7 separate regions of the Mus musculus genome follow, and regions 1, 2, 3, 4, 5 and 6 are each linked to region 7. A link is a contact called in public ChIA-PET, HiChIP or PLAC-seq and promoter capture Hi-C data. All regions are on one chromosome and are shown on one strand. Each heading gives the region's core, a stretch centred on a gene start, on an enhancer-like site or on the middle of the called end of the contact. The rest is flanking DNA. Distances are from core to core; before and after follow the strand shown.

Region 1 (3,291 bases), core at 527-3,026, 570 kb before region 7:
TTAAAATCTCTGATCCGCATTTTAAAAGCCTAGTAAATGATACCACCCTGCAGGTTAAGTGACTGCCAGATTATCTGGTTTATAAGCAGGGACCCAGGCTAGGATTTGGGAGATTTTTAATCACATGAAGGAGATATATATATATATATATATATATATATATATATATATATATATATATATCCCTTATGGTTGCTAAAATGGATCACCCGATGGGGGTGTAAGTGACCTGGGACATGGTGGGGACGGGGGAGGGGCTGAACAAATGAGATGATAAAACCGGCCTACCTGCACTCCTTGGCCAACAGCCTCTCCCAGTACTGGCAGTCGGCTGCACAACCAGACATGGTGCCAAGCAGGTAAGGGTTAATCTCGATCACTTTGTTCATCCTTAAGGAGCCTGGAAGAGTTTTGAGATCAAAGAAATGAGCCCACAGCTCCCCACCCACCCCTCACCCCCCATCCCACCCCCACCCTCAGTGTGCTATAATGCCAGCTCTGTCTGAACTTCGGCCCAGGCCTTCTGCTCTACTGAGGGAACAGCTCCACGAGTCGGACCATTGGAGCACACATGGAGCACACATACTCACTAATGTAACTCCCTGCAGTGGCCCTGGAGTCCACAGCCACGATGACGCCATGCTGGAACTTGAAGGCGAGTGTGGTTGTGCCGTGGGCCATCTCAATTTGAACATTCCTTTCCTGGTCACCACCAAAGGACCTCAGGAATGCGGTGGGCTAAGAGATGCAAGAGGCAGAGGGGCACCTCAGTGCTAGGAGGCTCCTGGCAGGGTGGCAGAGTGAGGAGGGGTCTGCAGACTCTAGATGTCAGTAGCTCCGAAGAAAGAAAAGCAGGATTTAAGCCCACCAGCTTTCTGCTTTCCAGCACGTGGGAACAAAGGTCATGGTAGGCGACTTCAAGGTGTTTCCTAATCCGTGGCTCCTTTGGTTCTCGAAAGCACATTTTAATAACTTGCTCTCATTTTACAGTAGAGGGGCTTGAGACCTAGGCCATCTAATGTGTCGTAGGACACACAGGGTGGGTTGCTGAGACCAAGTAAGGCCACCAAAGTTCATAGGTCTTCCAAGACAACTGTACAGCCCCTGTAGTAGTTAGCAGTGAGTCTGTGGAAGGCATGGTGGTCTGTGCACTGTGTCTTGGGATTGGCACCAACCATCTTCTCAGTCTCGCTGTCTCAACTCCGTGCGTGACTCTCTCTCCTTCTGTCCCTCCCCCACCCCTTTCTCCCGCCTTCCCATGCCTTAATCTCCACGTTGGTTCTTCAGGGCTAGCCTCGATGCTGCTCTCCTGGACGGCCCCTCCTGGCGTCCTCACCTCCTCAGACCCAGGCAGACACTCCTTCCTCTGTGCCACCCACCACCACCCACCTCCTGCATCTCTCCAGAACGCCCTACAGTCCTCACCTGCATTCCCCGGGGAAGTGCGAGCTCCGGAGCTTGCGCGGAGAAACTGTAGTGTCCCGGGTCCGAGCGACCCCCGCTTCCCGCATCCAGGGCAGCCCACTCGGGCCGCTGCCCCCGAGCGGCACCGCACAGATCCAGTAACGCCATGACCACTTGGCCCCGAAGATCCGTCGACTCTGCGACAAGGAAGTGAAAGCGAAAGCCACAGTACCAAGGGGAGGGAACCAGTCCCCCACCCCCATCCCCTGCCCTTTCCGAGTAGAGCCCAGTTAATGGGTGTCTGAACTAAAACAATGTGTTGGGGACGAGTTTTCCTGCTGCCACATCAGTGAAACCAGCTAGAGAATGGGCTGTGGGGTGGAAGAAGAGGTGCGCCTTCGGAGGCCGCCTAGCAGTGGGGTGCGTGAAGACCCACAGGCGGGGGACGGGGGGGGGCATCTTCTGGGAACAGCGGAGGACTGAATAGGGTCCTATCTCCTAAAGAGGTTGTCTAGAACGTTGGAACCTGAGAGGAGTATTGAGCAGATCCACCTAGGCGTGCGTCCTGGGGATGGGGGCAGCACTCAAATAAATGAGCATCATTTTATAGAAACTGGAAAATGCGATAAATGGATGCACAGGGGTCTTTAGGTCCTGGGACAACCAGGAAAAAACGGAGAAAGACGAACCAAGGAGAGGACTCAGTCGGGCCTTTTCATGTGTCCCTCCTAGGGCCCCTCTTGGTTCAACAGTCTCACTACCCTGAGCCACCCACGAGGACGCGCCCTTGCCCGGGGCTGCTCACGTCGCGCAAGTCAGGGCTGCGCGCTCCTTCCTTGAATCCTCAACCCCACCTCTTCTTTGCAACCTTTATGGACATTATCTGCCCAGGAACTGCTGACGTCACACACCGGGCCCTCCCTGAATGGAAGAGATTTACTGGCTAATCCTATCCATTTCATTGAGATTATCCCGGCGTGTGCCGCTGAGGAGAAGATGAAAGAATCTGAACGGGCGGGCGAGGTTATCCAGTCTGATTTTCTGGGGTCCCCACCCGCGGCGCTACCGCGCTTCCTCCAGCCTCAGCGAGGAAGAGAAGGACTCCAAGATGCAGTTGCTGCTGCCTTGGGGTGCGGAGAGGGAGGGGCTGCCGCCCGGTCCAGCTCAGCACTAGGAGTCCGTGGGTGAGCAGTAAAGAGAAATGAGAGCCCCAGGAAATAAAAGCTGATGGACCCAGAAGTAAAACAGAATTCTGAAGAAGAACGGGACACTGTCCTGGGGGGGGGGGGGGGGCTGACTAACTCAGCTAGGACTTTGCGGGAGCTAAGAAACGGGAGAAGCCACAGTACAAAACACCAGTTTTATTACAAATATCAAACACCCATAGAACACCCAAATGCCAGCCTATGCCTTTGGTTAATTGCAAGCTGCTTGTCCTTTCTCTCTGTACACTTTGGGCGTTTCTTCTCATTCTATCACAACGCCACATAAACCAGGTTTGTGTGTGCATGCTGTGATACAAGCTCAGCACCGGGAGGGTGGAGACCGGAGATTTAGCAGCTCAGTGTTGGTGTGAGGTACCTGAAACCCCGTCTAATAGGGAGCGGGTCGGGGAAACACATTCGTGGTAAATTCCGGGTATCTCCTAGAGTTTACATTTTCTCATGTAACAAGCACCTCCGCTCCTCAACTGTCTCCGTGGGTGTGGTAATATCTTTGCTCCCAGGTTCTCTGTCACACAGAGTAGAGGACAGGAGGGGGACAGCACGCAGTGTGCAGTCCAGAGGCCTTGTCAGTCTGCAGGAGCCGCAAGAGCCTCTACCATGGCCCGGTAGCACCCTCCTCTCTTCATGAGCTGCAGGTGGGTGCCCTGCTCGCCGACAGAGC
Region 2 (3,377 bases), core at 754-3,253, 710 kb after region 7:
TAAAGATCAAGTGCTTTACAGCCCTGAGATACCTTATCTGTAAACAAGCCCAGCCCTACCACCACATATTGGCCACTTTCCCGGGCCCAGAGCAAGCAGCTAGATCTGAAATCAATTGGCTGCTCCAATCTAATCCAGCCCCTCATAAACCCATCCAGATCAGGAGCCAGGGGCAAAGACCCTAAAGAAGAGAGAAGAGACTGTGGGGAACATGGGAGAAGTTACCAAGCTGCTGGTGGTGGGGCTATAGGAAAGGGCTCAGGATGGGGCACGTACTTCTTAAGAATATTATAGCTTCAGGGAGCACGTGGTCCAGGCTATTTCTAGGCAACTGAGTCACTGGTCATGCCCATATGATTTAGATAGGTTTGAACTTTAATAAGTCTCTCTTCTCCTCCATGTCTTCCCAGACTAGCTTTCCTCCTCCTCCTCCTCCTCCTCCTCCTCCTCCTCCTCCTCCTCCTCCTCCTCCACAGAACTGTCTTCTCTTCCCCTCTCATCCCTTCCCTTGCATTTCTTTGAGTATTCCTTCCCCTCTCTGCTCTGTCCCCAGCCCAAGTAGTCCCTACTCCTGTCCACTGTCCCTGGAGGTGCTTGTTCTCCTCTGAGCTCTTGTAAAAGATAAGTTAGAAGGATGGGGTTGTAGCCCAGTTTATACAGTGCTTGCCTAGCATAGAAGAGGGCCCTAGGCTTAATCTCCAGTTCCACATAGACTGAGGATAGTGTAGCACACTTGTAACTCCAGCACTCAGGCTTGGAATTATGAGTTTTCAAAGTTTAAGTCATCCTTAGCAACATAGCATTAGACACTGTCTCCAAACTCAAAATACATAAATTAACGATCATAAAGAAGAATAAATATTAACTAAAGTGCTATTTGGAAAAGCGTTATTTTCTATTTAAGAAAAGGAAGGTGGTGGTGCATGTCTTTAATTCAAGAATTCGGGAAGCAGAGGCAGGTAGATCTCTGTGAGATCAAGGCCATCCTGATCTATAGAGCAAGTTCCAGAACAGCCAGGGTTGCTCACAGAAACTGTCTGAAAAAGATCAGAAAGAAAGGAAAGGGAAAGACTAAGAAAGAAGGAAGGAAGGAAGGAAGGAAGGAAGGAAGGAAGGAAGGAAGGAAGGAAGGAAGGAAAGAAACTAGAGAGATGACTAAGCAGTTAGAGTGTTTGCTACTCTTCAAGAGGATCAGTTTCACTCACCCATCCATATCAGGTGGCTCACAACCACCTGTAACTCCAGCTATAGGGGAGCAGATTTCCTATTCTGGCTTTCACTGGCATAGGGGTACATGCACGCACACACACACACACACACACACACACACACACACACACACACACACACACACACAGAGGAACAGCTTCATCTCCCCCTGGATGTCACCTCTTCAGGGTCTCTCTCAACCCTACAGGACTCCCCTACTTGGTGCCCTTTCCAGCTCTAACCATCCCAATCTCACTGCATTCTTGATCTTTAATATTGGACCTGAAAATCCCAACTGGGGATCATTCTTTGTTTCTGCTTCTAAAAGTACTGCTGAGGAGACTGGACTTGAAATCCACCAGGCTGAGCAGCTGGTGGGCAGGCTCCAATCCCATAGCCTTCTAATGCTCTACTGAAAATTGGTGCCTGCCATCCTCACAACCCATTTCGACAAGAGCTCAGGAGATGATTGGGAACCAGGTTGGCCACATCCTGATCACCAACCTTGTAGATTCCAAAGTTCACCCTTTTACTTAGTGTACCACGCCCTTGGAGGAGCAGGGATGCTGGGAATACATAACCCAGAGCCAACCTTGTCTCACCATAGTCCTAAGATTCAGATGTCCGTGTTTTTGCAAGCCTATGACAATTCTCCTTTGCGGCAGGCTGATCCTACCCCCATCTTGGCCACTTTCCCAGGCAAGGAGGAGGCATCCAGGCTAGGCAGGGATTGGCTGGCATAGAATGGCCCACCCTCCAAGCATCAAGAAGCAAGGGATAAAAGAGTCCCAGAGGAGAGGGAAGGTATGGTAGATGCCTGTTCCTGAGAGGAGGTGCCAGGCTGGGGGTGGTTATATTTTAGGGACCTAGCCTGGAACAGGGAGGGTAAAACTCAAGGCCAGGCCAGGGCAGAAGGCCAGCTGACCAAGCAAGAATGCCACAGGGAGCCAGCTGGCCTTGGGGATAGTAGTTTCTGAATAACTGAAGCCTGGTTAGTTTTGCATAATTTAGGGAGGTATTAACTCCAATCAATCTCTCTGCTCCTTCTTGCTTTGCTAGCTCTGGTTATTCCCCTCACCAGCATACCCCTCCTCCCCCTATTCATCTTCTTCTCCACTCCTGTACCTCTTCACCCAACATTTCCTTGGTTCTCAAGTCTCCTTTCTGCTCTATCCTCTGTCCAGTGTCTTGAGATTATTGTCCCTTTCCGGGACCTCAGTTACTCACTGCACATTTATTCACCCAGCAGGATGTCACAGCTGAGCCTGTCCTGGTTGGGACTGGGGCCCGAGGTGGCCTTCCCATGGAAGACCCTGCTACTGCTTGGGGCCTCCTGGATCCTGGCCCGGATTCTGATCCAGATCTATGCTGCCTATAGGAACTATCGTCACCTCCATGGCTTCCCTCAGCCCCCCAAACGGAACTGGCTTATGGGTCACGTGGGCATGGTAAGAATGGCAGGATGGGTGGGAGTGTCAAAGTGGACAGACTTTCGAGGGACCAGGAATGGGACTCGGAGTGATGGAGAAGGTTAGGTGATATTGACCTTTGGTGTGTCTTTCCAAGCCTTTCTCACCCCCTGTACTCTCACCATAGGCTGCTCTGGTATTTCTATCTTTCTCTCACTGAAGGATGCAGAGAGATTCTCATGGTGGGATATACAGAGTGAGAACTCCTGGCATTTCCTCAGTCTGCTGTTGGATTTGAGGTTCCAGAAGGACTGCGACTGTTTCTTTCCCTTTGTGTGAGCCCATCTCTGTCCTGTGGTTTTCTAGTATTGATCTTTGATCTCTCTCCTACACTGCACATAGGTGGGGCCCAGCTGGGCTACAGCAGAGCTGCAAGCTGACTTCCCACTGCCCCCTCCCTGGGCCACTTCCTCCTTCTCATGCTTTCCTTCCCTAAGATAGACAGTGGGTCCTGCCTTGCTACCTGGATAAAAGCTGTCCTTCACCCTCCCATGAACCTTCCTTTACCCCACCCTTTACTCCATACTATGGACTTTGATTTATATCTGCTCTTCCACTTAGGTGGCTTAGCCCTAGGTATTTTGCTTGCAAATGGCTCAATGTGGACTGTATATAAAGGTTCAGGATGCTCTGTCTGAGGCTGGTGGGCAGCTGGTGCTGGTGGATAGGAGCTGCCACTCTAATAGAGACATAGAGGTC
Region 3 (3,707 bases), core at 585-3,084, 940 kb before region 7:
ACTGATAATTGATGCAGAAGGGCTCAGCCCACTGTGGGCAGCACCATTCCCTATGCGTGGCATCATTCCCTAGGTGAGGGTCTCAAACTATGCATGGCAGGAGAACGCTAGATGAGACCAAGCAAGCAAGGGTGTTGCCGTTCTCTCTGCTCTTGACTGTAAATCTTGTATGATCTGGCAGCTTTGGGTTTCTGTTCAATATTAGGCTGTCACCTCTACCAGGACTTCCCTACCAGGATGCTGAACCCTCAGACCTTGAGCCTGGATAAAGCCTTCCTTCCTTCAGGCAGCTACTGCCATTGTGGGGAGTTGAGTCACAGCAACAAGAATGACTTACAGGCTCCTCCTGATTGTACTTACCTGTCCACCCAGGCTCGCAGGAGCACTGTGGGCGGCCTGAGGCCTGAACATAGCAGTGACCCCCGTTGGAACAGAAAGAAGGTGGACAGAGCTCTTCCAGATGGGTTTGGCATCGATCACCGGTGAAGCCAGAGGGGCAGGTGCAGGAGAAGTGAGGGGTCAGTGGAGAAGTAGGACTACGGGAGCTTGGGGGTGTGGGGAGCAGGGCTTGGCAGCTGCCACCATTCTTGCAGAGTTGGGTATCCCTGCAGGGGTCAGGAAACTGGCAAGTCTCACCCAGAAATCCAGGGGCACACCTAGGGGTAGAGGGACATTTCAGGCCAGTGATTCCCCCTCCTCCTCCCCGTCCTGTCTCCCCAGGTCCCGCTCCTATGATGCACACTCACTGGCAGATCCCTTGTCCCCGAGATAGCCTCAGGCAGGTGCCTCCGTTGGCACAGGGCTCTGGGGATCCTCCACACAGAAGCTCTGGAGAAGAGACTGGAAGATGAGATGGAGCCCAGGGTCCAAGGGTCTCCAGATGGCTTGCCCTTCCTCCACCAGGTCCTCCTTACAGGCCACTGACCAGCAGCTCAGCACTCCCCCACCCCATGTTACCCAGGTGCATGGTGCTCTATCATTCTCTCTCTCTCCTTCACACCCCAGTCCCAGTCTCCACAGGGTCCCCTTGTCCCAGCCTTGTCCCAGGCCTTCCATTCATAGCTTGTTATTCTTCCCACCCCTTTCCTGTTTATTCTCCAGTCTCCCAAGTTCAGCCCAGCTCCATCCCCCGGAAGCAGGGCAACAGGGCTTAGGAGGGAGCCAAGAGCGCTCCTGGGATGTGAATGGCTGAGACACCTAAGGGATTTCCTTCAGGAAAGGCCAGCAATGAGCCACTGGGGTTGGGGACATCTGGACAGAAAGGGAGCCGGTGGGCTCTTCTCTGTCTCCATCTCTTGCTTCTCACTCCTCTCTTCCCCATATCAGGCAGTCCATTTTTTCTCCTGTTTGTCTGTCTGTTCCTCTTACTTCAGAACCAGCTGGCTTCTCCCTGGGCATGGACACCCTCCTTCCCACCCAACAGCAGGCACCACCCCTAGCACCAGGCACAAACCTGGGTCTCCTGTAGCCCCGGAGTCAGTCAGCCCTCCCTGCAGGTTGTCCCCATTAGAGGGGACAGAATCTCCTCCCTCCAGTGTCCTTTCAGAGCCTGGGACTTGGCTTTCTTCCCTGACCTCACCAAGCATCTCCCCAAGAGAGATATGCCCCCACCCCCTCACCTCTGGTCAGGATGACAGGGAAATTGAGTGGCAAGAGCAGCAGCAGCAGCAACTGGGGCTGCATTCCAGAGCGCCTGCCCCTGGCCCGGATCTCCTCTCCCTCTTCAGGCAGGGACCCTCAGAGCCCTTGTGGCCAGGCAAGGCCACCTCCTCTGCCTCTACCGCCCTTCTTCCTCCTGAGCCTGCTGCACGCCTCAGTCTGAGCTGTTTCCTGAGTCACACAATGTCCTGGACACCCTACTGATGGGGGGTGGGGGGAGCGAGAGGTTGGTGTGTGTGTGAAGGAAGACAAGGGAGAGTAAGAGAGGGGCGTGGCTGGCCGGGAGGGGAGCTGGTTTGCTCTTAGGGCCCAGGGTGGGGGGTCAGCCAAATGGGGGAGTTCCTGTCATTTTAATGGTCAATACGGCTTCCTTTTCACAGGACTGGGAGTGGCAAGGGAATGCTACTGTGACCCAGGAAGGGCAGGTCTTAGACAGAGGTGTTGGGACAAGGGGAGGATTCTCAGTTTCTGGTGTGACACACCCTCTTTTCAAAGGAGCAGCAACGTGTCTTGAACTGAAACCGGTCACTTTGGCAAACCCAGGGGATCTTTAGACCTTTCCTTGGCTCTTTCTGGGGGTGTTAGTTTTTTTTTTTTTTTTTAAAGATTTATTTATTTATTTATTTATTTATTATATGTAAGTACACTGTAGCTGTCCTCAGACACTCCAGAAGAGAGAATCAGATCTTGTTACGGATGGTTGTGAGCCACCATGTGGTGGCTTGACCTTCGGAAGAGCAGTCGGGTGCTCTTACCCACTGAGCCATCTCACCAGCCCGGGGTGTTAGTTTTTTAAAAAGGTATTTTGAGACAAGATCTCACTGTGCGCAACATCCTGGCTGTGCGAATCGTCCTGGCTGGCCTGGAACCTGTGGGATCCTTCTGCAGCTGCCACCTGGGTGCTGAGGTTACAGGCACATGACTCCATGCCTGGCTTTTTCCTGGGGAGTGGACAGGACGCTGGGCCCTCCTCCGAGTGGAGACGGAACCCAGGCTTCCCGTGTTCTACACTGATACTTTACCACGAGTCTGGAGGCTTGGCCTTCCTTCAGAGAGGAATGTAAAATATTGTCATTACCAATAACAAAGGGACACTCTATTTCATCCACCTCTACCTCTCTCCTCCACAAAGGATGCTGGGGTACAGTCAAGATGTTAGTCAAGACATAAAATTTAAGTCATCTATAAAAAAAGACAACCATAAAGGGAATTCATTACCCCCAAAAGTTCATGCTACCTCCTTTTATCTTTATTAAAAGCAAGCAAGCAAACAAACAAACCCAACCAACCAACCAAATAAAAAACAAAAACACAAAAAAAACAAAAAAACCTCAACTTTGGACAAGGTCTCATTCTGTAGCCCAGGCTGGCCTGGAACTCACCAGGTAGTGGAGGCTAGCCTCAAACTCACGAGCATCCTGCCCCAGTCTCCTAAGTGCTGGGATTACAGTGTGTGCTATAATGCCCAGGGCTCACTCTCCCTGAGGACCCAGCACAGCTTTGGAGTCAGCCATTCTTGGAGCTCTGCAAGCTCTAGGTACGGCCCAGGGTGGAGGAGCTGTCTGCAGGAGCAGGTTGCTCAGCCTCGAGCAGTCCTGGAAGCTGCCTGCAGTAGGATCTGCCTGCTAGGAACACTGACAGTGTGCCCCCACCCCCACCAGGCTGGCCTTGAACTTGCTGTGTTGGTGAGGATGACCTTGAACTCCTGATGCTCCTGCTTCCATCTCCTAATTGCTAGGATTACTGCTGTGCACCGATGTCCCCTTTGTTTACACTGCATTGGAAATCAAACCCTGAGCTTCATGCACCCTGGGCCAGTCCTGGTTCACTGAGCCACTACACACACACACACACACACACACACACACACACACACATATGAATATATATATATTCATATATATGTGTGTGTATACATATATACTATTATATAATATATATATACTATATTATATATAATCATATAATATATATTATAATATATAATCATATTTAGCCTTATATTGGGAATTTAGTCAGCTATTTGGTTTTACAGATGGCTCTAAACT
Region 4 (3,227 bases), core at 408-2,907, 600 kb after region 7:
GAATTTATTTATTTTCATCCCAAGAACATCTATCATCTTCATACAGTCAGTTTTATGGTCTTTTCATTGTGCTTCAGCTATGTCGGATTGAATATTCAGGGCCTGCTGTGGTTAGGATAGTTGGACTTTAGTGGAGACATGTTGTAGCCTCACTGTTATTGGTGGTGTTTTTATGATTAAGTGTAGGCATCTGATTTTGGATGAATTACAGATCCAGGTGCTGACTTCTGGATTTCTTTGTTGGATTTCTTTTGTTGGATTTCTTTTGTTGGATTTCTTTTGTTGGATTTCTTTTGTTGGATTTCTTTGTTGGATGGGTATTTCTCTCTTGGTTTCTAGTTCCCCTCCAGATTTTCTGAGTCTGGTGGGGGGAAGGGGACCTCATAAAATTGCAAAGCTTCTGTAAGGCAAAAGACACTGTCAATAAGACAAAAAGGTAACCAACAGAATGGGAAAAGATCTTTACCAATCCTAAATCTGATAGGGGGCTAATGTCCAATATATGTAAAGAGCTCAAGAAGTTGGACTCCAGAAAATCAAATAACTCTATTAAAAATTGAGGTACAGAGCTAAACAAAGAATTCTCACCTGAGGAATACCGAATGGCTGAGAAGCACCTAAATGAAGGTGTTGAAAGAGGTTGCCACCACCACCACCACCACCACAGGAAGCAATAGAAGGCATCCTCTGTGAGTTCCCAGACTTCCTAGTTGTCTCTACCTCAGCACTACAGAAGGGCTGTTTGTCACTGTGATGTTGACGGTTGTGATGTATGTGTATATTTGTAGATGTAGACATCCCTCTGGATTTTGAGCCAAGGAAATTTTTTGTCTGAATTGAAGAGTTACTCTATATATGTCTTGAATTCTATGTTGAATATTACTGCTATGTAACTTCGTGTTTCTGTAATTCAATAATTGTATTCATTGGTTGTTGCTCTAATTTTATTGATTAAAAAAATGGATTGGTTGAGTAGCAGTGCATAGTGGCCCACACCTTTAAATTCCAGCATTCTGGAAGCAAAGGCAGTTGGATTACTGTAAATCCGCGACAAGCCTGGTGTATATGGTGAGTACTTAGACAGCCACAGCTACATAGCAGAGATTCTGCCTCAAAACAACAATAAAAACAAGCAAACAAAATCAATAAATTGAAACATAACGTGTGAGAGAGCTTTACAACACTTTTACCTCATTCCAAAGTCATGAGTTTGCATAGTAGGATCTCCTGGTTCCTGTCTCTGGACAGATCTTTGATTCTGTGGGTCTTCCCATTAAGAACTTGAATCAAAAATGTGCAGGGCAAACTTGGACACTGTAATCAAAGCAGTAGAGGGCCCCAGAGTTCACAAGAACAAAGTGCATAAAGTAGCCTGTTCCCCTTAAAGGCAAAGTTATAAAACAGGTCGGAACCGGCTTAGTCCACTTAAAAAACAAAAGGAAAACAAACAAACAAACAAACAAAAAAACTGGCGTACAAAAGAATCCGCTATTCTAACTGCACTGGGAAAGAGGAATGTTATTAATTAAGGCATTTAAGCTCAAGGCTGTCACTATCTTTCCTCAATCAGGGATGCTGTTACTGCTATTCATGAACTGTCCAATGACGAACCGGTACATTCGGAAGGTCCCGCCCTTGCCGCCATGTTTGAGTCCTGTGTTGTTGAGAAGGTCTGTGGTGGTGTTGGGGCTGGACTATATCTCCTGTATTTAGGCCTATTAGGAAGAACACCTGGATGCATATGAAAGAGGAAATGGTGAGTATGCCTTGGGCTCCTGGAGTCGTAAGTGAAAGCTTTGTGACACTGCAGTCTGTGGCGCTGTTGCCTGCCGTTCCCTTGGTGCTGTGCAGCCTAGTGTGCCTTGGAGCGGGACACTGGAATTGTGCGCAGAGCAGGCGACCGGGCACCGGAGCCCGCTCTGTTCTGTCCTAGGGAAGCTACTTCGTTCCAGGCCCCTATCTTCATGGGGTTAGTCCTCACCTGGAACCTGCGCCTCCGCAGACACTGCAGCACTGCAGGTTGGTGACGCGGAGTCCAGACTGTGGTGTAAGGGGACTTGGGTGGTGTGAGCAGTTGCTCGTATGCCTTATAGGCATATCTCTGCTGCTTTCGATTCTTTTCTCTCATCGCCTTTGTAAATTATATTCTTCACAGTACTGCAGTTGAACACTAGGCCGGGAGAACTTATTAATCTCTCTCTCTCTCTCTCTCTCTCTCTCTCTCTCTCTCTCTCTCTCTCTCTCTCTCTCTGTGTGTGTGTGTGTGTGTGTGTGTGTGTGTGTGTGTGTGTGTGTGTGTGTGTGTGCGCGCGCGCGCTGCCCTTTAAAGATGAGATTAAAGAGTATTTAATTGTGCCGTCTGTGAGTAGGCCAAATTTTTCAATCTTAGAGAAAGTAGAGAAGTACAATGATGGGTTTTTTCCCCCTGACCATTTCTGAAGCCAAAATTCGGGTTTTTAAAAAGCTTTCCTAGACTTCGTTTTTGTGAGCCCTGTAAAGTAGATCAGGTGCTTGCCAATCTACATCGTTTGCTTGTGTGCTGGAGGCCGGTTCTCCAAATAGAAGAAATTGTGACTAAGAGTATTTGATCAGTATTTACCAGATGACATTCTTTTAGGGGTGTGGGGGAGTTGGTATTTTCAGTAGAATATTCATTTGAACAGTATTATTTCTGCCACTTCGTGGACTTGAGTATTCTATTTCTTTACTATTTGAAGTTGTCATCGCTGAAGTCTTTTTACCCTTTTACTGGGCTTTATTTCTAATTCTTTTCCCGTTACCATGAATGGTATTTTGTTTCTGATTTTCCCTTCCACTCTAGTCTTTATTGGAGTAGAGAAATGACATTGCTTACTGTATATTGATTTTATATCCTGCTATGCATAAAAAGTATTAAATAATACAAAGAAAATGACTACTTTTTAAAATTCTCTCTGTATTGTATTCATGCTCAAATTGATGGGAACGTTAGCAGGTACTAGGTAATTTTAGCTAATTATAAGTAAAATAACAATTTTAGCTAATTATAGGTAAAATAATGAGCAGTTACATACTAAAATGAGAAGGACCTTGGAGAGGGTAACATTGTTATGAAACATGGTTATAGTTATACTATTATTTGAAAATAAATTTAAATTACTTGTACAATGAATTTTTTTAAAGTCTTGGGACACAGTATTTAGAAAAGAGCATTTTTGATTTTCTAATAGAATTCAAAGAGAAAATAA
Region 5 (3,712 bases), core at 769-3,268, 640 kb after region 7:
TTTGAGAGGGGCTTCAGTAGCCTAGGGTCGATGAAGATAACCTTGAACTCCTGATCTTCTAGCCCTGCCTCCTAAAGTCTGGGATTGCAGGCCAAGCGAGGCATATCCACTTGCTTTCAAACTCTGGATGTCACCTAACACCCCCTCTTGATAGAAGGCAAGCATCTCGTGCGTGCACTGCTCGTCGGATCTCTGGATGATCTGAGATAAAAGCTGGATAAGGCACAGCTTCTCGCTCTGCAGAGCTTTGCCATCTAAACTCCCAGGAAGACATTTGTCAAGGATCTCAGTTTAGGACTTTGTTTGGCTATAAAAGTATGTAGAACCTCTTTAATGATGGGACACATTATCCACAAAAACTTGGGTTGCTTCAGGGCAGATGTCACTCATTTTTAGCTCAGAATAAGCCGTCTCATTACTTCCTCCAAGGCAGCATTCTGAACTTGGGCTTACCCAAAAGTCAGAGAAGTGATCGGCAACATTCTTAAGTAGCCGGTGTCTCTCTGCCACGTGCAAGAAGTTTCAGAGCTTTAGTCCATTGTTAGAGTGGGCAGCATGGTGGCACGCAGGCAGACACAGTGCTGGAGAGGTAGCTGAGAACTCTACATGCAGATACACAGGCAGCAGGAAAAGTCAAAAACAGTTTCAACCATTTCAAGGAAAAAAATAAATGGTGCCTTTGTGTCAGGCTGATCATCCCCGACTTTCTTGATGGTCAGAGATTACTATCTACATAGAACAAGTAGTTGAAGGCAAAAACACCAAAGATTTAATATTTCTTCCAAGAACTGTATTCCAATTAAAGACTAATTGACGAACTCTCCTAATTCTTTCTGTTCGGAGAAACCCACCAAGGAAAACCAAATTACAGCTACATGAATCCCTTCCCTCAGGCTTTCCCCCCATTTTTCCATATTTCCACTTTTAACTATTTTGACCAGCATTATTATTCAAAAGAGAGCTCAAAAGCGAGGTTGAAATAGATTTCCAATGGAGAAAAATGCCCTCTACACAACAAGGAGCCTTTGCCTAACATAAATAAAGCCTCGGGTTCAACTGGCCCTACTGTAAGGAGACAGTTGTCTGAATCCACGCATCTCAAGGACAGCTTCACTATCCTGCTGACAGAAACAAACTGAGTCCGTGTTCCCAGGCCCAGGAACCAGCTCCTTTGCCCCTCATCATTTTGAGTTACTCACCAAATGTCCAGGATGAGGCCTGACCACCAAGATTCTGAGAAAAAAGCCTTGAAACCAGGTGGCCCAGGGGAGGCTTCATCACCAATGATTCCTTTACCCCTTTCCTGTGACAAGCCGCAGGAGTCATCAAAATCACATTGGCGACTCCCTTGCCCAACCCCTTATGTCAAAATACGGCTGGACAACGCTACAGCCCACTCACTCCACTCCCCTTTGCTCTGAGGTCTCATCCGAAATATGCTGTGCAATTTTCCTTCCGGGACGGGGTCTATGCTATTGTCCCTGACCGGTCAGGTTTTTCTGCTTAATTAAAATAAAGATCTTGCTTTGCTGGACTCTTGTGCCTGCTTGTGTTTTGTTTTGGGGGGACCCCCAACAGCTGAAAAAAATAAAGAAAACGAAAGAAAAACACACCGTGATCACGGAGGAAAACTACAGCAGGGCAAACGAAAGTGCAAGGGCAGAAAGACCCGCAACAGCGCTCACACACCCTCTGTCGTTCAAAACGCAGTTTGCGTTCAGCATCACCAATCTACCAGCGCTGCAAATTCTGCAGAGGTGTAAGTTCGAGGCATGGACCCACACTGAAAGGACTGGCATGAAACCCGTTTCGTAGTGAAGGGACAGAACTGGACCCTGGTCTCCTGGCAGTGTCACAGATCTGCCATCCTCGAAGCCAGGAGCCCGTGACACACTCACCATTCTCTGCTTTTGATGCATACTGTGTCCTCTCCAAGGAGCCTGAAATTAGAAGAAGTGACAGTAACCGAAGAAGAGTTGACACGACTCTTCCCGCAGCTGCACCGGCTTCAAGATGGTAGCAAGTGAGGAACCCTTCGATTATCTGCGCTTCTTATTGGACAGGGGAATAACAGCGCCGTTGATTGGTGAATAACTCCCCCTGCCTCCTACGAGCTTAATTAAAAAGAAATCAGCCTTTCTGAGTACCGCTGCAGCTAAAATCACAGTTGTCACTCATGACCCTTTTAGCTTGCTCTTCACTAGAACAAACCTGGCGCAACCTGAAGTTTTGTGGCATTTAAGGAAACATTCAGCAGGATTCTTAGTGCATGCGTTTTCCAACTACACACCCTATCCCCTAAAGAACTAATGCTACAGCTTTACAGTGGAGCCTCTAGTGTCAGTACCCCAAGGAGAAAACCCAAGACTTTTCCTTAGGAAGAGTCCCTATGTCAATCTGGGGGCATAGGGAAAAAAAGAGGACCTGACATGCAAGCTCAAGATTTGGGGAGGTTAAGCTAAAGCTTTCGCAAACCTTGTGTTTCAATATACCCGTTTTCTGCCAAGAAAATTAAAACATATCAACAATGAATTCAACTATAAATTGTCTGGAGAAAAATGGAATTGCACACCCGAAGTTTTCTACAAAGGATTCAACAGGTCTGAAAAGCAGCCTTTGGACGTCAGCCAAAAAGGTTTCTTTGCCCAAGGAAATCCTCTATATTCAGGAATGTAAAATGGTCTCAGCCTCCCAGATCAACACTGATTTTGGACCAAGAGCTTCACAGTGGATCTGTTAGGTTCGGGGAGAAGCCAAGAAAATTGATTTCAAAGACAGCAGCTTAAAATGAAAGTTTTATTCTCTGAGTACACAGAGAGGTAGCCAGCTCGGGATCTCTACTGCATACCTGAAGGGAAATAGTATAGCATATTAAAGGATGAAACCACAAGTTCAGGGGGAAGCCGGGTGGGCTGTAGCATTGTCCACTCATATTTTTTTTTAAAGATTTATTTATTACATGTAAGTACATTGTAGCTGTCTTCAGACATTCCAGAAGAGGGCGCCAGATCTCCTTACGGATGGTTGTGAGCCACCATGCGGTTGCTGGGAATTGAACTCAGGATCTTCAGAAGAGCAGTCAGTGCTCTTAACCGCTGAGCCATCTCTCCAGCCCGTCCACTCATATTTTGACACAATGGGTTGAACAAAGGAGTTTCCATTGTGGCTCTGCCCCTGACTGGGAGCAGTCAGTCAGGAAGGTGATGCACATTGGCGACTGGGCCTTATCTGGGGCCACCCAGTTTCAATGTCCTTGAAATCCTGGACATTTGGCCTGTAACTCAAAATGATAAGGGTGCAAAGGGGTGGGCAAGCTGCATGTAATCAGTTAGGTCATGACAGGCAATCAGTGTATAGATTTATGGCGTGTGTACCTTAGTTTCCTTAACAGGCAACTTCTTTTTTTTTTTTTTTTTTTATATATTCTTTACTGGTTATCAGACAAGCAAGAAGCATGTGAAACAACAGAATCAGAGTTGGTTCCTGGGCCTGGGAACATGAACTCAGTTTGACCCAACCAGTAAGATGGAGAAGTTGTCCTTAAGACTACTGGACTCAGACAACTGTCTCCTTACAGGTCATAATGAGCCAGAGACACCGAACATTCACTCTGGAAGCTCTCCATGTCTTCCACTACTTTCTCTACCAGGAGACTGACCTTCCAATGCCTTAATAGTCACAAGGGGGAAAGTGTCATCCACACTCAAGTTAT
Region 6 (3,372 bases), core at 706-3,205, 680 kb after region 7:
TGGTTATGTTGAAGTGGCATCTACCTTTGACTTTGTCCTTTTCAATCCACAGTCGTTCACATCAGAGTATGAGGGGAGCATTACATATCACCAAAGGTTTTGAACCGTGAACAAAATCAAGGGTCAGATGACTTTGGGTTTTAGTCCCCTTGGAATGCTGTAAGTGCAGCTCTTGTATGGGGGGTACACACTTGGTCTTTTGATAGACTTTCAGTGAATCCGTTTGATGATACGCACTTTTACCGGCTGAGACATCTAGCTGGCCCTTAACTTTGAGCATCTTATCCTCCTATCTCCATCTCCTACGTGCTGGGATTGTAGTCATGCACCACTGCCTTAGGGCTTCTATTGCTGCTCCAAAGCACAGTAATCAATAGTGCCACAGGGAGGGAAGGCTTAATGTCAGTTTATAGCTCAGTTCACACTCCATCACTGAGGAAAGTCAGGACAGGAGCTCAAGGCAGGAACTGAAGAGAGGCCACGGAGGCGTGCTGCTCACTAGCTTCCTCAGTCTGCTTTCATGTACACTTGAGGACTCACCTGCCCAGGGATGGCACCAGGCACAGTGGGCTGGGCCCTTCCACATCAGCCATTAATCAAGAAAATGCTCTATGGACTTCCCTACAGGTATCCTGATGGAAACACTTTCTCGGTCGAGATATCTCTTTCCCAGAAAGGCCAACATGGTACATACTCACTTCTAAGAGGATATTAGCTGCAAAGGATAACTGCGCTACAGTCCACACCCAGAGATGCTAAAGATGGCTCAAAGTGGTACAGATGGGTCTCTCTGGGAAGGAGAAATAAAATAGATTCCAAGGGTGGACTGGGACAGATAGAACAGGAAGGAATAGGTGGGGGTGGGAGAAAATACTGGGAGAACTGGGAGATGGGGGTAGGGCATTTTTGGGGTGAGGAGAAATGACTAGAATGGGAGGCACTTTGGGGGTGAGGTAGAAACCTAGTACAATGGAAACTTCCAGGAGGCCAACCCTACTGAAAACTCCTAGCATAAAACTCCTAGCCTGAACCAGCCCATTTTCAATAACCGGGCAAGGCTTCCAGTTCATTGCTTAGGATACCAAGCCAGCCACAAAACCCTCAGTCCACAATTTGTCTTACCTGCAAGATGTGTTGGGCTAGGTGGCACAGAAGGAACTCGGGGAAGTTGCCAATTTATTACTGGTCCAACTTCAGATCCACACCATGAGAGGAAACCCATGCCTGGCACTGCTGGAGGGTCAGGAGACAGAGGCTGGATAGTCCAGCCACCTAGGATAGAACAAAACATGACCAGCAAAATAAAATAAAATAGAAGTTTCCTGACCCCCAATATTTAACGCATATCTATGACATCAGCCCACGCCCAGATCTGACCTTCAGCCTGTGTCCCCTCTGCTCACGGCCCCTTTTAGCTGTTCCCTCAGATCTCTGAGCTTCAGCCTCACATGAGCTTAACCTACACTCTCTGACCCAGTGGGTTCCAGCAGGGTTGCAATTATTGGTCCACCTAGAACCTAGGGTTCAAGAAGGAAGAAATCGATCTCTGCCAGGCTGTGCAGCTGTTGGGCGTGGGGAGAGGAGAGGAAATGCATTTCAGAGCCTCACAGTTCTGCATGCTGTTACCCAGACAACTATGCAGAGGAGCTAGAGAGATTTATCTGCCACCCCTTAGCCCTTGGAGGGCAGGTGCACTCCTAAACTTGGAATCTCCTTTGTAACTCCTTTGTCTCTGGTTCAGGCAGAAAGGTTAAACGCTGAGGATGCCCCACCTAAGCCTATGACTCTCAGTCTAGTTCCATCCCTTTAAGGTTGGACCCGCCCCCACTGGCCTTGGCTGCCTGCCCAGGCTTGGAGGTTGGGCTGAGGGTTGGAGGGATTGGTTGGTTCAGCCCAGCTGAACTTCCCATACAGCTTCCGGGACAAAATGTTTTCAGAGAAGACAGGAAGTTGTGGAAGATTCGCTGCTCGTGAGAGAAGGTGCCGGGGTGGAAGGCAACAAGGCGAGTTCTGGCTCAGAACAGGGAGAGCTCTGCCCACAGCTGGAATGGCTGTAGGGAGCTGACCTTGGAGACTTTTGGTCTCCTGGAAATTGCGCCCGTAGTTTATTCTTCAGGCTGAGGCCCTCTAGAATGCTAACAGTCCTGCCTGTTGTGTTCTTCCTCTTCTCTCTCAATGTTCATTCTTCTTCCTGCGCTGCCCCCAAGTCCTCCCAGTCTATATCGCTAGCTATATTCCTATCTAGTAAACGGGCCTGTCCCCACCCTTCTCCGGAGCCTCAGAATTTCACCTTCTGCCTATTTGCCCTGCAGGATGCTACAGCTATGTCTGTCCTGGCTGGGAATGGGGTCCCTGACTGCCTCTCCGTGGCATCTACTGCTGCTGGGAGGGGCATCTTGGATTCTAGCCCGAATTCTGGCCTGGATCTATGCCTTCTATGACAACTGCAGTCGCCTTCGTTGCTTCCCTCAGCCCCCTAAACCGAGCTGGTTCTGGGGTCACTTGGCCTTGGTGAGTGTGGCAGTAGGTAGGTCTCTGGGTAGATGTGTTTCCAACGTGTTTGGAAAGATACTGTGGCACTTGGGTCAGGAGAGGTTTGGAACACAGGACAGTAGAGAAGTGAGGGGAGACATAGGGAGACCTCTCCGCCCCAGCAGCCAGTCCACTCTTGCCTTGCCTCTCCAGGATCCGAGCCTTTCTCCTTTCCTCCCTTCCTTGCTCCCAGCCTGCTTTAGGTCACATTATGATCAAAACTCATGATCTGAGGTCTCTTCCCCTCGTTAATGCAAAACTGCTCCCAGGATGGGCAGCACAGAGCAGGGACAGCCCCAGTCCACTCAGTTTCCACCGAAGAGTTTGAGGCTTCAGTGCATCATGCCAAGATCTGGCCCCTGCCTAGTCCATCCTTGTCCTTGGGCTAGTGTCTGTACCCGATGGGCAGAGAGAGATGTGAGTAGTATCTCTTCCCTTAAACTCCTCGGGGCCTGATGCTTTCTTATCTTGCTCTTCACTCTCAAGAACCATCAGTGGACTCTATTTTCCAATTTGAGCAGTAGTTGAGCTTTTTGGTTTTGTTTATGGTACTGAGTTGAAGCAAGCTCTTGGCCGCTGGGCTGCATCCCAGTCTGACTGTTCTTTTTCACCAGGGACCCTTCTGGCCTCTCCAGTTGTGGTTACACTTCCACTGGCCTCATTCCTAGTGCCCCTTGCTCCATGCTGCACTGGTTCCCTACTGCCAGAGTCACACTTAACATTTCAGTGTCACCTAAAAGGGTTTCACCTCCAATACCATCGATTCAAACGCTGCTTTCTCCCATAGCCCCTTTTCCTCCCAAAATCTGTATTCACGTTTGTCATTCCAAGTCCTCTCAG
Region 7 (3,501 bases), core at 278-2,777:
AAACTCTCAGTGCAGCTCAGCGCGGAGCATCGGAAGAGTTTGCCTGGTAGGGATAAAGTGCAGATGTGGAGTGGGGTGGTTAAGACTAACTCTGGGGGGGGGGGCTCTGCCTATCTGCTTCACTATCAGCAACCCTCATCTTACCTTCCAGTGACTGTGTGGGTGGGCAGTGGGTACGGAGATGCTGTGCTAGATCACGAACACTGGGGAAACTGAGGCAGCAGCCGGGGCTAGAGCAGGGTATTTGTTTCCCTGCAGGAACGAATGGGTGTCATTACTCTCTTCCTTACTGACCTACCCAAAAGCCTTGATTACTCCCCACCCAGCCACTGTCAGAATAAACTGCCCGGAAGGGCTGGATTGGTTTAGTTCATCTCTGGAGCCACACCTGACATATTGACAAGGTGCTCAGTAAATGGTGAAGACCACCCCCCACCCCACCCCCCCACCCCCGCAATGGGATAAAAGGTGATTCCTTGTCTTGCACCATCTCAGCCCTATCAAAGGCATGTGACTCCCCAGAAAGGTCCACAGATAACCTGGCGGTGGACGGCGTCTGGGCAACCGAAGGTCCTCATTGGTCCCCACGCCTGTGTTGGTTGAGCCAGTCTGGCAACTGTCTGAGGCTGGATAGGCAACTTGCTGCAGAGGTCCTCCATGGTCCCACACTGGTGGCATGGCTGTTGGGTTAGGGCTGGGCTCCTCCACGGAGGAAAAAGTGGCTGGAGCTGCCCCATCTGGAGATGCCACCTCCTTGTCTGGCTCACCGGAGCTGGATTCTACAGTGGTCAGCGTGTCCGAGCTGGGCCTGGATGGTTCCTCCTGGTGCAAGAAGTGGCTAAAATCAGGCTGGGATCCCTAGGTCAGACAGATGCCCTTCTACTACAAAGGTCCACAAGACAGACTCCTTCAACACTCACCAGATATTACCCAGTCATTCCACTTTCTGAGTCACCAGCAAGATACGGGAGATAAGGGCAGACCGAGCTACTGTCTCCTAATTCCAATTGCAGGAGTTATCAGGGATTATGCATAAAAAAGCAGCATTAACATCCCTTCCTCAATTTTGGCAGGAGAGGCACTAGGGGCGGAGGTGTGGCCTAGAGGAGCAACTAGGAAATGCTGGAGGGCCTACAGTGGATCGTGTGATGATGGGGAATACTGGCTAAGCTAGAGCTGAGCAGATAGACGCTCTGAGCCAATACGTGTTAAATTTAGGGACTGAACTCTAGGAGAGTGGGTGTGGCCCGGCCTTCAGGGCTGGACGAAAGCTAAGTGACAGTCAGAGGCGGGCGGGGACCCGGATGTGGGGGCGGGGTCAGCTGGAGGGGGGCGCGCGGCAGGACCGTTCCCTGTCAGTCCCGCTGCTCTTCCGCGTCCGCGTGCGGGGTGCTGCGCTCACCATCCTCTACTCAGTTACACCTCTGGTTCCCGTGCCTTCGGAGGCTCTGGCTCCAGCAGGGGCGTCTTCCTCGGCGACACGGTCTCTCGCTCACATCGGCGCCATTTTCCCGCTTCTCAGATCTCGCGAGACATGGGGTGTGGCCTAATTCTGGGCGCTTCTCTAGAAGGAGGGGCCTGAGACTACACTGCAGCTCTTATACAGAAACAGAGAAGGTCTGCTTTTGATTGGTCTTAAATTTCAGAGAAAACTGACAAAAGCTCTTCCCCTCCCCACTTTTATAGCCCAGGTTGGCCTTACACAGAAGTTGACCTTGAACTTAGATGCCAATACACCAGGTTTTAGGTGGTACTGAGTATCAAACCCAGAGTTTTCATATATGCTAGGCAAACTCTCTACAAAGCAAGCCACATCCTTAGCTCTGTACACATACACGTACAAATGAATATGTATATGCACAGATGTGAGCAGGTAAGAGCGGAGGTCCAAGGTAGACATTGTCTTCCTTCATTGCTCTCCACTTCATTCACTGAGGCAACATCTCTCACTGAAGTTGGAGCTCACCAGTTCCCACCTAGCTAGCTAACTTACTTGTCAGAAGATTCCTGTGTCCACCTCCAAAGGGCCCTGATTACAGGAAGCTGCTATGCCTCACAGGGAGGGCTAGAGATCCAAACTCTTTCTCATTTACATGATTGTGGGTTTGAACCCTGGTCCCTTGTGTCTGCACAGACCCATCTTCCTAGCAAGCACCATAAAATTTTCAGCACATCCAGTGTGCAGCAAGTACGAATCTGTTGTAATAGCCCAATGTGAGAAACACTCTAACTAATGGATCTTCAGGAACAAGCAAATTCCACAGGTCGAGAGGTGTGAAAATGAATCCCAAGTGCACTACTACTGAGAGGTCGCCTGCCCACCCTACTTTCCTTAAGTGCATCCTATGTGCCAGGAACTTAGTACTGCTCTTGGGAGTCTCTAGTCAACCAAGAAAATGGAGAGACAATAAATCAACAACAGCAGAAAAATGATCTTGGATCTATCCTAGGAGATAAGAAAACAAACAAAACTGATGTGAAATGAGGAGTCAGGGAAGCCTGTCTAAGGGGGTGACTTGAGCTGTGCCTTGATGCCTACAGAAGCAGAGCACTACAGCAAGCTGGCGCAGATGTCCTGAGCTGGCAAAGAGCAAGCTCCCCTTTCGTAAGCAAGGGCGAGACCTCTGCACTATTGAAACAGAATAAAGATGTTGGTATGGAGGTCAGAAAGAGAACTTGGGTGAGTCCTGTAGGGCTTCCTTTCTTCCTTCCTTTCTTTCTTTCTTTCTTTCTTTCTTTCTTTCTTTCTTTCTTTCTTTCTTTTGTTTTGTTTTTTCGAGACAGGGTTTCTCTGTGTAGCCCTGGCTGGAACTCACTCTGTAGATCAGGCTGGCCTCGAACTCAGAAATCTGCCTGCCTCTGCCTCCCGAGTGCTGGGATTAAAGGCGTGCGCCACCACGCCTGGCTCCTGTAGGACTTTCAAGAGGTGGAAGAGAGAGAAACCATGGTTTCTGAAGTAGTCATTGATGAATGTTTGTTTTTCCATTTTTGTGTATGTGGTTGCATGTATATATGCACACATGTTTGTGGGGTATTTGTTTGCAGGTGCATACTCACATTTGTGGGTACATGTTCACTTTGTGGCTTGTGCATATGGAGGCTGGTGGTTGCAGTGGGGAATAATCCTCCAGGCCTCTTCCTCCTTATTCGATGAGACAGGACCTCAAAATCAAACTCAGAGCTCAACAATATGACTATTCTTGCTCTGGGGATGCACGGTCTCTACTGTCTGAGGCTGAAGCTGCAGGTGGGCCATAGTGCCCACCTGGCATTTACCTGGTATCTGGGGATATGAACTTAGGTCGTCATATTTCTATGGTAGGATCAGTTGTATGACAAGACTTTTTCCAGGGAAACACAAACACTTCTACTCACCTTAGATAAATAACCCATGACAGAGCAAAGTATGAATAACACCAAAGCCACTATAGTGGATCAAGGGTTTTCTTAAGTTACTACAGGGATATAGGCAAGGGGTTACTTACTGAGGGAGAAATGACT

The links. Promoter capture Hi-C pulls out the DNA fragments that hold promoters and counts their contacts. ChIA-PET counts read pairs in DNA pulled down with a chosen protein or histone mark. HiChIP or PLAC-seq counts read pairs in DNA pulled down with a chosen protein or histone mark.
Region 1: a contact with region 7 is called in an RNA polymerase II ChIA-PET map of memory CD8 T cells, with 9 read pairs. The contact joins the promoter of Psmb8 here to the promoter of Zfp414 in region 7. A contact is called at or near these places in 1 of 115 datasets of contacts at active chromatin or transcription factors (memory CD8 T cells) and 2 of 9 other capture datasets (liver and pancreatic islet).
Region 2: an HNF4G HiChIP or PLAC-seq map of pancreatic cancer cells shows a contact between it and region 7. The contact joins the promoter of Cyp4f14 here to the promoter of Zfp414 in region 7.
Region 3: a FOXA1 HiChIP or PLAC-seq map of pancreatic cancer cells shows a contact between it and region 7. The contact joins the promoter of Notch4 here to the promoter of Zfp414 in region 7. A contact is called at or near these places in 1 of 39 promoter capture datasets (cranial neural crest) and 2 of 115 datasets of contacts at active chromatin or transcription factors (bone marrow-derived macrophages and pancreatic cancer cells).
Region 4: a FOXA1 HiChIP or PLAC-seq map of pancreatic cancer cells shows a contact between it and region 7. The contact joins the promoter of Zfp763 here to the promoter of Zfp414 in region 7. A contact is called at or near these places in 9 of 39 promoter capture datasets (the 3T3-L1 cell line, 3T3-L1-derived adipocytes, cranial neural crest and 4 more), 4 of 115 datasets of contacts at active chromatin or transcription factors (the NIH/3T3 cell line, acute myeloid leukemia, astrocytes and 1 more) and 1 of 9 other capture datasets (embryonic stem cells).
Region 5: a contact with region 7 is called in a promoter capture Hi-C map of the C10 cell line, with 3 times the contacts expected there. The contact joins the promoter of Zfp952 here to the promoter of Zfp414 in region 7. A contact is called at or near these places in 1 of 39 promoter capture datasets (the C10 cell line), 1 of 15 datasets of contacts at CTCF or cohesin (the NIH/3T3 cell line) and 1 of 115 datasets of contacts at active chromatin or transcription factors (large pre-B cells).
Region 6: a promoter capture Hi-C map of hippocampal neurons shows a contact between it and region 7, with 5 times the contacts expected there. The contact joins the promoter of Cyp4f13 here to the promoter of Zfp414 in region 7. A contact is called at or near these places in 3 of 39 promoter capture datasets (the 3T3-L1 cell line, hippocampal neurons and liver).

The regions. Positions count from the first base shown.
Region 1 is chr17:34,196,680-34,199,970 of GRCm38.p6, reverse strand. It overlaps Psmb8 (proteasome (prosome, macropain) subunit, beta type 8 (large multifunctional peptidase 7)), which reads right to left and starts at 1,776. Exons shown (of 6, transcript NM_010724.2): 1 at 1,426-1,776; 2 at 591-738; 3 at 289-400. The coding sequence starts at 1,572. It overlaps Tap1 (transporter 1, ATP-binding cassette, sub-family B (MDR/TAP)), which reads right to left. Exons shown (of 11, transcript NM_013683.2): 11 at 2,746-3,291. The coding sequence ends at 3,197.
Region 2 is chr17:32,915,968-32,919,344 of GRCm38.p6, reverse strand. Cyp4f14 (cytochrome P450, family 4, subfamily f, polypeptide 14) reads left to right here and starts at 2,003. Exons shown (of 13, transcript NM_001204335.1): 1 at 2,003-2,200; 2 at 2,456-2,657. The coding sequence starts at 2,460.
Region 3 is chr17:34,562,422-34,566,128 of GRCm38.p6, reverse strand. It overlaps Notch4 (notch 4), which reads right to left and starts at 1,834. Exons shown (of 30, transcript NM_010929.2): 1 at 1,620-1,834; 2 at 747-828; 3 at 361-656. The coding sequence starts at 1,683.
Region 4 is chr17:33,031,811-33,035,037 of GRCm38.p6, reverse strand. Zfp763 (zinc finger protein 763) reads left to right here and starts at 1,657. Exons shown (of 4, transcript NM_028543.3): 1 at 1,657-1,756. The coding sequence starts at 1,736.
Region 5 is chr17:32,991,445-32,995,156 of GRCm38.p6, reverse strand. Zfp952 (zinc finger protein 952) reads right to left here and starts at 2,018. Exons shown (of 4, transcript NM_001045559.1): 1 at 1,899-2,018. The coding sequence starts at 1,919.
Region 6 is chr17:32,945,944-32,949,315 of GRCm38.p6, reverse strand. It overlaps Cyp4f13 (cytochrome P450, family 4, subfamily f, polypeptide 13), which reads left to right and starts at 1,955. Exons shown (of 13, transcript NM_130882.1): 1 at 1,955-2,003; 2 at 2,313-2,511. The coding sequence starts at 2,314.
Region 7 is chr17:33,627,118-33,630,618 of GRCm38.p6, reverse strand. Zfp414 (zinc finger protein 414) reads right to left here and starts at 1,527. Exons shown (of 6, transcript NM_026712.3): 1 at 1,403-1,527; 2 at 540-822; 3 at 145-252; 4 at 1-43. The coding sequence starts at 1,405.